Linked DNA regions of Gossypium hirsutum: all the other regions are linked to region 2. Evidence: chromatin contacts called from public Hi-C data. All regions are on one chromosome and are shown on one strand. The core of a region is the stretch at or near the end of the contact, and the rest is flanking DNA. Distances in the headings are between cores, read along the strand shown. Region 1 holds the start of LOC107951850 (protein ROOT HAIR DEFECTIVE 3). Region 2 holds the start of LOC121213786 (cytochrome P450 89A2). Region 3 holds the start of LOC107951798 (tocopherol O-methyltransferase, chloroplastic).

Region 1 (2,746 bases), core at 76-2,575, 250 kb before region 2:
TTTAACAGTGTGCTTTTACCTGTTGAGATCATGGAAAACAAAATAAAACTTTAAATGGAACAATCAGAACTTACACAGCTACCATGATAAAACACCAAAACTAAAATCTTCCATGGCATGTGTTAGAATTTAAAAAAAAAAATTATGCAAGAAAGATATATACAAAACTAAATACAGAAGTTTCCAATAATACCATATGGAAGAAGTTCGTATCAAAGTGAAATATGAAAAATATGCCTTTGTGCAAAGCTGCAGTGACCAAACTCCAAGTTTATCATACTCTCACATGCAACCCAAGTATTTCTAATTAAGTATCATTAAAGAAAATGAGAACAAATAAGCAGCTCAGTATGACCTAGGAATAGGCACCTAAGGACCAAGAAAAGGACAAGTATAAAGCAAGATGTCATTAAGATAACAAAGCATACCGCTGCTCTGAGGTCCCATGATAGCAACCACAGCATATGACAACCCACATTCAGCAAGCTTAATTTCCTTGATAAGGCGGTCAGTTCCAACATCATTGAACAATCCATCTCCATCAATAAGTTGAATTGAATGACATTCCTCAGTCGTGGCTGTGAAGCGAAATGTCCGTATTATGTTTCAGTAAAGAGAATGAAGGTTCCATCAGCAACGTTAAGATTAAAATATCCATATCAATTGATCAAGGAAAATTTAAGAATATCTCAACTAAAAACAGTTAGTATATTCAGTAATTCAGACAGATAAATTTGGCAACTTTAATATCTACGGAGCTGATAAGCAAAATCGGATTTTCTCTTTTTCTTTTTTAGTTTTCTTCAGTTTCCTCAGCAACCAAACATGCAGTATACATAAAATCTATCTATAGACCCGATCCAAACAGAAAAATTAACTTCAGACTACAATACTTTACAGAAACTCTTAAAAAACCTAAAAACCAAGTTTAAATATAAATTTTAACATAAAAGAGATCGCATCGCTCATTAACTAATAGTAAAAGAACAAAATTATTAAGGCGGCGCTGATGCTAAAACGCTCTGGTTCAGTTACATCATAGAAATTAAACAAGAAACAGAAAAATTTTAACTAAACAAAGGAAGAAACGGATCACTTAAAACAGCTATAAACAGAGAGAAAATAATAAGGCAAAACAGAAATGGGAAAAGAAAAGAATAAGATGAGACGATGCGATGCGATGCGAGAACGTACCCATTGAATCTTGTTTGAAATTGATAGCTCAGAAACTGAGGAGATCGATGTCAATGAAAGACAGAGAAAGAGGAGTAAAATAGAGAGAGGCTTTGAAACTTGTCTTGAGTTTACTGCTTTTTTCTTTTCTTTAAAAGTGGGCTGGACTGGGTAATCAAAGACCGCAAAGTAAATAAGTTTAATTTTATCTTTAGTCCCTAAACCTGTTAGATTTCTCAAATTTAGTCCTTTCTTTTTTAATTTCAAGAATTTGATAACTACTTATAATTTGAAAATTAGATTCTAATGTTATTATTTCATTTCTATTAATTTGAGTAGCAGAATTTTAATGTTCAAAAGTATGGTTTGAAAAATTAAATCTCAATTGTAATAATGTATTTAAATTTAACATAATTCAATTAGCAATGGGATAGGTAGTAAAATTTGAAAAGTAAAAGAGAAAAAATTAGACCCACTTCGATAATAATTTTTTTCCTTTTTTATTAAATTTTAAAATTTCTTAATTTCTTAATAGATTAAAAAAAAATCAATACAAATTGAACTCAATGCATGCATCCTCAAATAAGTCTCCATACACCTCCAAACAAGGTGCAAAGATGGAAGCATCTGATTAGTTGTCCAAGACAAAAGGGAAAAGTTTTGGTAGGGAATTGTGTTTGGTTGGGGGGTCAGCTGCACGATCACCGATTCTAGCAGTGCCCATCAGCCGCCCATCCCTTTTTTTGCAAAAAGTGGGCAGTGTGTGATCGGCTGCTTTAACAGTCACTGCGCACGCACTCTAATAACCCAATGTTTCATAGCGGCATGGGTCCAGATGGAACCCACCAGAAACCAAATTTAAAATGAAAAAATGGGTATGGTTAAACCTTATATAAGACAATTAAAAAAAATTTAAACTCGGTACCCAAAGAATATTAAATCTTTTAATTTAATCACTCATCAATTGTGAGTTTTTTAAAGAATTAATAAAATTATTGAAAGACATAAATATTTTTTTTAATAAATTTTGTTGTTTAATTGAGTTGGTCTTATTTAATAATAGTAGAAATAAAGTGAAAATGAGATTGATTTTGTAAGGAAAAAAAAAACATATTATTAATTATGGTTATTAATATATTTATAGTTGTTGTTGCGATAACTTTTCTGATTCATAAAATTTATTTTAAAATTACATATTTACTTATTTGTACACAAATTATAATAAAAAATAAGAATTGTAATAATTTATAATAATTATATAAAAATTGAGATATTAAAGGAATTAAACTTGTTATAATAAATAAATTTTATAACAAGATCAATTGAGTAAAATGTGTTTCTATATAATCTTTCATTCCTTCAACTAAACATCCAAATTTTATATTCCAACCAAATTAACTAAATAATATAATCCCGTATTCCACCCATAATCTTACATTTCCATAATATTATCACACAACATAATCTAATATTTCACAAAACAAATGTACCCTAGTAAATAAATTTGAGATGAAAAATTAATTGTGCAAACATTTTATTATTATTTTTACAAACATTTATTTTAAAGAAATGT
Region 2 (2,782 bases), core at 233-2,732:
AGTTCCATTCTTGGGAACCAAATAGTCTCCCAGCACAGTGTCTTCTGTCACACAATGAGGAAGCACAAAATGCCCTGGTGGGTGCCTTCTTAGCCCTTCCAATATCACTGCTTTCAGATAAGGCATCTTTTGTAAATCATCTTCTTTGATTTCCTCTCCATCTCCCACAACCCCTTTAATTTCAAGAAATAACTTATCTTGAATATGAGGGTATTTCACCAAATTTGCCATAACCCATTGCAAAGCAGTGGAGGTAGTATCAGTACCAGCATTAAGGAATTCAGAGGCCAAACTAAAAATTTCTCCTTCAGTAAGTTTCCTTTTCTCTTCTGGTAACTCCAAATCCAATAAAGTATCAACGTATGCCAAAACATAATCATCGCTTTTCTTATCACTCAATTTCTCCTCTTTAGCTTTCTTTCTTGCTCTTATCAATGGTATCAGCACATCCTCTTGATCTTTACGTCGCTGAAAAAACTCCTGCCATCGCTTACGAAGCAAAACCTTGGTCACCTTAGGCCAAAAGTTAAGTATATTGAACCTTTCCAACCCCAGCAGCCCTCTTCGCACAACATCCTCGATCTTTTTTATCTGCTCCTGACTAAGCTTGTCACCAAAGCACATTAAAACCAGTAAACAAAACATAGCATATTGAAAATGAGTTAAAACCTGAACTGGTTCTCCGGTTTTAGCCTTTGATTGCAAAATATCAAAAAGAATGTCCAAAACCCATTTACGTGCATGAGAATACGACTTGATACGCGAAGGATGGAGAATTTCTGATGTCAGGTTCCGCCGCAAAACCCGCCAGTTCGGTCCATACGGGGCGGAGCTGATGTTGTGTTGGTTGCTACTCATGATTTTGCTAATAGGAAGAGCTTTGGGGCGGTCGGAAAACAGTGAACCGCTTTGGACTAACGCCTGGTGAGCAAGGGAACGATCGGAGACAAAGATGGAGGGGCGAGGACCAATGTGGAGAGTGACCATGGAACCATACTTTTTGCGAAGGTTGCGGAGTATTGGCTCGATTTCGAAGAAAGATTTGCGGAGAAATAAGAAGTTGCCAATGATAGGGAAAGTGGAAGGGCCTGGAGGGAGAGTGTGGGTAAGCTTTTTGGGAGGAGAGAAGAGGTTGAAGAAGGCTTTGAGAATAATGGAAATGGAGAAAGCGACGAGGAGGATGAAGAACCAAGATTCCATTTGGGTATAGTAGAGTGACGGAGTAGACGAAAGAGAAAATAGTGTTTGAGTTTATAAGGCTGCCTATCTTCCATCTTTGTTTATTTTGTGGTTGTGGATTGTCAACAAACAAACGAAATTACTTTCATTGCTTTTAAAATACTGAAAAGGATTTTCCTATCAAAATAATTCATTAGCTTATTTTTAGAAATATGCTGAATATAAAAAAAATTGAGGAAGTATGCTTTTTTTTTTAATTTACCGATTTTTATTGTTTTTTGAAAGAATAAGAAAAACGCATCCTATAATATACATTTTCCTTTTAATGATAACTATTTCAATGGTAACTTTTTCAATAATTACAAGGGCCCATTAGTCATAATTTTTTCCAATATAAACATCTCTAAATTTCATTCTTATTAACTCAATCCCCATTTCTCATTTCTCAATTATTTTTTTAAATCTTTCTCTAAATCTTATTCTTTTCGATTTTATTTTATTCCTTATAATTTGTAAAATGGCAAATCAGTTTATTTGTCTAGATGACAAGCATATATCTGGCTTTCAATTACAAATAGTAAGAAAATATTATTAAATTATTTAATTTTAAATAATTAATTATTATGTTGTTAACATTATTAATTTTTTATGTTTATATACTCAAGCCGAAGATCGGATTTCGGAGACGTACATAAACAATTTAAGTGAAGCTACATCGGAGGTCATTTATGATCATTTGCGAGATGCAGGATTTTTTTACGTGGCTCACATGCTTGAGGGGACTAAATTGGATTCGCTACCTATTAATGGTTTGGTCAAAAGATGGAGTCTAGAGACACACACATTCCATCTTCCCTGTGATAAGTGTACAATTACACTCAAAGAAGTTAGTTTACAACTCTGTCTACTGATCGATGGGGAAGTCGTTACGGGGTTAATGCTTAGTGTCGGTTGTAGTGCAACATGCGAGAAACTACTAGAGAAAGTGTCGAACAAGTTTAGGGGTAGTCGGATTGAGATGAGATGGTTGGAGGACAAGTTCAAAACTATCGAGCATTTCGCGAGTAACGTTGAAAAGAACAACCCGCGCGCGCATTCATCTTAAGGTTGATTAGGGGTCTACTTTATGCCAAATAAATCTTGAAATCTGGTACATTTAAAGTGGCTACTACTACTAGCCAACTTGAAAGAAGCGGGGCGACTTAGTTGGGGATCAGCAATGCTGTCGACATTGTATCGAGAAATGTGTCAAGCGATGAAACCAAAAAAGTTAAAATCAGTTGTTGCATGCTCCTTTTTTAATCGTGGGCATGATATCGACTACCATTTTTATGCCCCTCGAGTGGACCCCTTTATGAATTCTCACTTGTAATATGGTAAAATTCATTTGATAATATTATTATCGTTTTAATTTTTCATTGTTGTAATTTTGAATTAACATATTATTTTAATAAAGGAAACAACTGTGCGAGACACAACGAAATACCAACCGAGCTCGAGGATATCTGACTAGCTTTAGATCAACAAACCAAAGAGAAGGTTAGTTTATGAATTTCAAAGTTATCAGTTTCTTATTCAAGCATTTGAAATTAAATATTGGGCA
Region 3 (2,700 bases), core at 19-2,518, 130 kb after region 2:
GTTTCATGCTTATTCAATAACAGCATACCTACAATAGGCCAATGATACATTTGTGTGTCTTTAAATGGAACCCATTTCAATTGCTATTTAGCTCTCACTTAAATTAAAGAGAGCTTTTGTGGCAAGCTAAATTCAGGGTTGAACAGGGCTTGAACAAATATAAAGTATATTAATATTATTAATATTATGTTTAGACTTCACTTAACTTATTTGGACAAAAATATTTATCTTACAAAAATACTTACCTTACAAAGTAAATTATATTATTTTGAAGATTTTTTATTATTCTATATAAGAAATAATGGGTATCATAAGTTAATATTAATTAAATGTTTAGTGAAATATTTTGGATAAAATATTTGTATAGAGTTTTAAAGTATTATATTAAAATAGTATTATAGATTTATTTTTTAATATATTTTAAATTAAATAATATATAAAAATAATAAATATAAAATATTATAAATTAAATATTCAAATCTAAACTCGACCTATATTTTAAATTCTAATTTTTTCCTCAAACCCTTCTATTTAACTTAATATTTTTAATTAAATCCTCTCAAATTTTACTTAAACCCTTAGAAATTTTACTTAAACCCTTCGGAAGGTCTTTTAACGAATATGCAAAAGTGGCACTAATTTCAAATAGTAATTTTAAATACAAACCTCAGCGCATAGACAAAATTGTAGAAACCTGAGCTGGCTTTCAACCACTGAATCCAGATTAATAGTTTGGGTTGAGCAGGTTTGGTTTCAAGTTGAATATTAGTGCTTTGTTATTCTTTATCCTTTGATTTTAATGGAATTTGACAAGTGGGTAGAAAAGAAAAGAAAACGAACCGGTTATTCCAGCGAAACGGAGCGATTCTTCAATCATTCGGATCTGGGCAGCTGGATGATCGGAGCCTGAAACATTGGAATCTGGATCGTAAAAACCATGATGCATATGGTCACCCCAAATGTCTTCCCAAAGCCCAGACGACTGGTCGTAGAACTCCGCTATCCCTTCCTGCAACGAGCACGCCCGATGCATGTGCGCATCGAGCGTGCTCGTTGCAGCGGTCTCGCCATGCGTCGTCATAAGTCTTGCCTGCCACGGAAAATACAAATAAGGGAATCGGAATGGGAATGGGAAGTTTGTAAGCAGATGTCACTTATTTATAATAATTTTTATCCACTTGAGTCATAGTGGTGGCTGCAGTTTTGTGATTGTGGGAGTGTATGAAGGGTAAAATAGAGAAAAATAATGGAATTGTAAGTTTGCTTCCAATCAATGTCAATGTCATGGTTTTAAATAGAACCGGTCAGGTGAGGTGAGGTGAGGTGAAGTGAATAATTTCAGTAAATATTTGCCCTACTTTGTCCCTTACTCTTTAAAATATTTTATTTTCCTTCTCACACACAATATATTTCTAGCATATGACATGGTTTTTTTTATTAATATTAATTCAATAAGAAATAATAAAGGTTTGATAGATGTCATGATATAAAAGAAGAATAAAAACAAGATACACTGGTACCATAGGAAGGCATTGTAGTATGGCTCGGCTGCCGACCACACCTATCCCAACGTTTTCCTTTTGGGTGGGGAGAAACGGATGGAAAGAGATAAGAAACGAAAGAAGGTAAAAAATTGTTTTTTGGTTTCATGCTTGGAATGGAGAGTGAGAGAACCAAAAAATTTGTGTTTATGGTTTCATGCTTATTCAATAACAGCATACCTACAATAGGCCAATGATACATTTGTGTGTCTTTAAATGGAACCCATTTCAATTGCCACTTTAACTCTCACTTAAATTAGGGATAGCTTTTGTAGCAACTTAAATTCAGGACTTGGACAAACATAAAGTATATTAATATTATGTTTAGACTTGACCTAACTCATCGGATAAAAATACTTACCTTACAAAGTAATTTATATTATTTTGAAGATTTTTTATTATTCTATATAAGAAATAATGGGTATCATAAGTTAATATTAATTAAAAGTTTAGTGAAATATTTTGGATAAAATATTTGTATAGAGTTTTAAAGTATTTATAATTTAATTATTAAATGATATAACAATTTTTTATTTTGATATAATATTAAATATATGGGAGGAGGTGTGAGAGGAATAATTCTAGCTTTTTTACTTAAATAATACAAAAAAAAATTAATAATTGAAATGGCATATCGATTAGATTATATACTAAAACAATATGATCTTATTAGTACCGCCTGTCAAATTGGCGATATTGAATTAAAATGTATTCAAGGAATTGATAAGCAAATTTTTCATATTAAGTGGCTACTAAAATAAAGTGAAAGGGTGCCCGTGGAAGCACCAAACCTTAAATTTTACATAAATTTGTTTATCATCTACGTTGTGGGGCAATATCTAATTATTATTAGAATAACAAAGCCGCACCCACCCACCACGTGGGTGAGTGATTAAAACTTAAATAATATATATATAATTACTTTTAAGAAATAAATTTTTTAAGAGAGGAAGGAATGGTTTTTAGAGAGCGTATGGTAAATGTTAGAGATGAGTTTTTTTGGGGTATGAAATAGTTTTCCTTTATTATTTTAATTTTATGTTTCTTTTTCCTCTGAATTGATGTGTATTGGCTCAAGACACCAACGTTTGAGAAGCTTCATGAATAGTACCTAATTTTGATTTAAAAAATAAGTAAATTAATTATTGTATTTTATATT

What was found. A called contact is a pair of places that touch in the nucleus more often than the background predicts.
Region 1: a Hi-C map of leaf shows a contact between it and region 2, with 2.0 times the contacts expected there. The contact joins the promoter of LOC107951850 here to the promoter of LOC121213786 in region 2. A contact is called at or near these places in 9 of 34 Hi-C or Micro-C datasets (callus, hypocotyl and leaf).
Region 3: a contact with region 2 is called in a Hi-C map of leaf, with 2.0 times the contacts expected there. The contact joins the promoter of LOC107951798 here to the promoter of LOC121213786 in region 2. A contact is called at or near these places in 2 of 34 Hi-C or Micro-C datasets (both in leaf).

Annotation. Positions count from the first base shown.
Region 1 is chrA02:81,932,380-81,935,125 of Gossypium_hirsutum_v2.1, reverse strand. It overlaps LOC107951850 (protein ROOT HAIR DEFECTIVE 3), which reads right to left and starts at 1,325. Exons shown (of 23, transcript XM_016887013.2): 1 at 1,195-1,325; 2 at 429-578. The coding sequence starts at 478.
Region 2 is chrA02:81,678,138-81,680,919 of Gossypium_hirsutum_v2.1, reverse strand. LOC121213786 (cytochrome P450 89A2) reads right to left here and starts at 1,482. Exons shown (of 1, transcript XM_041086889.1): 1 at 1-1,482. The coding sequence starts at 1,200.
Region 3 is chrA02:81,549,700-81,552,399 of Gossypium_hirsutum_v2.1, reverse strand. It overlaps LOC107951798 (tocopherol O-methyltransferase, chloroplastic), which reads right to left and starts at 1,268. Exons shown (of 6, transcript XM_016886942.2): 1 at 841-1,268. The coding sequence starts at 1,081.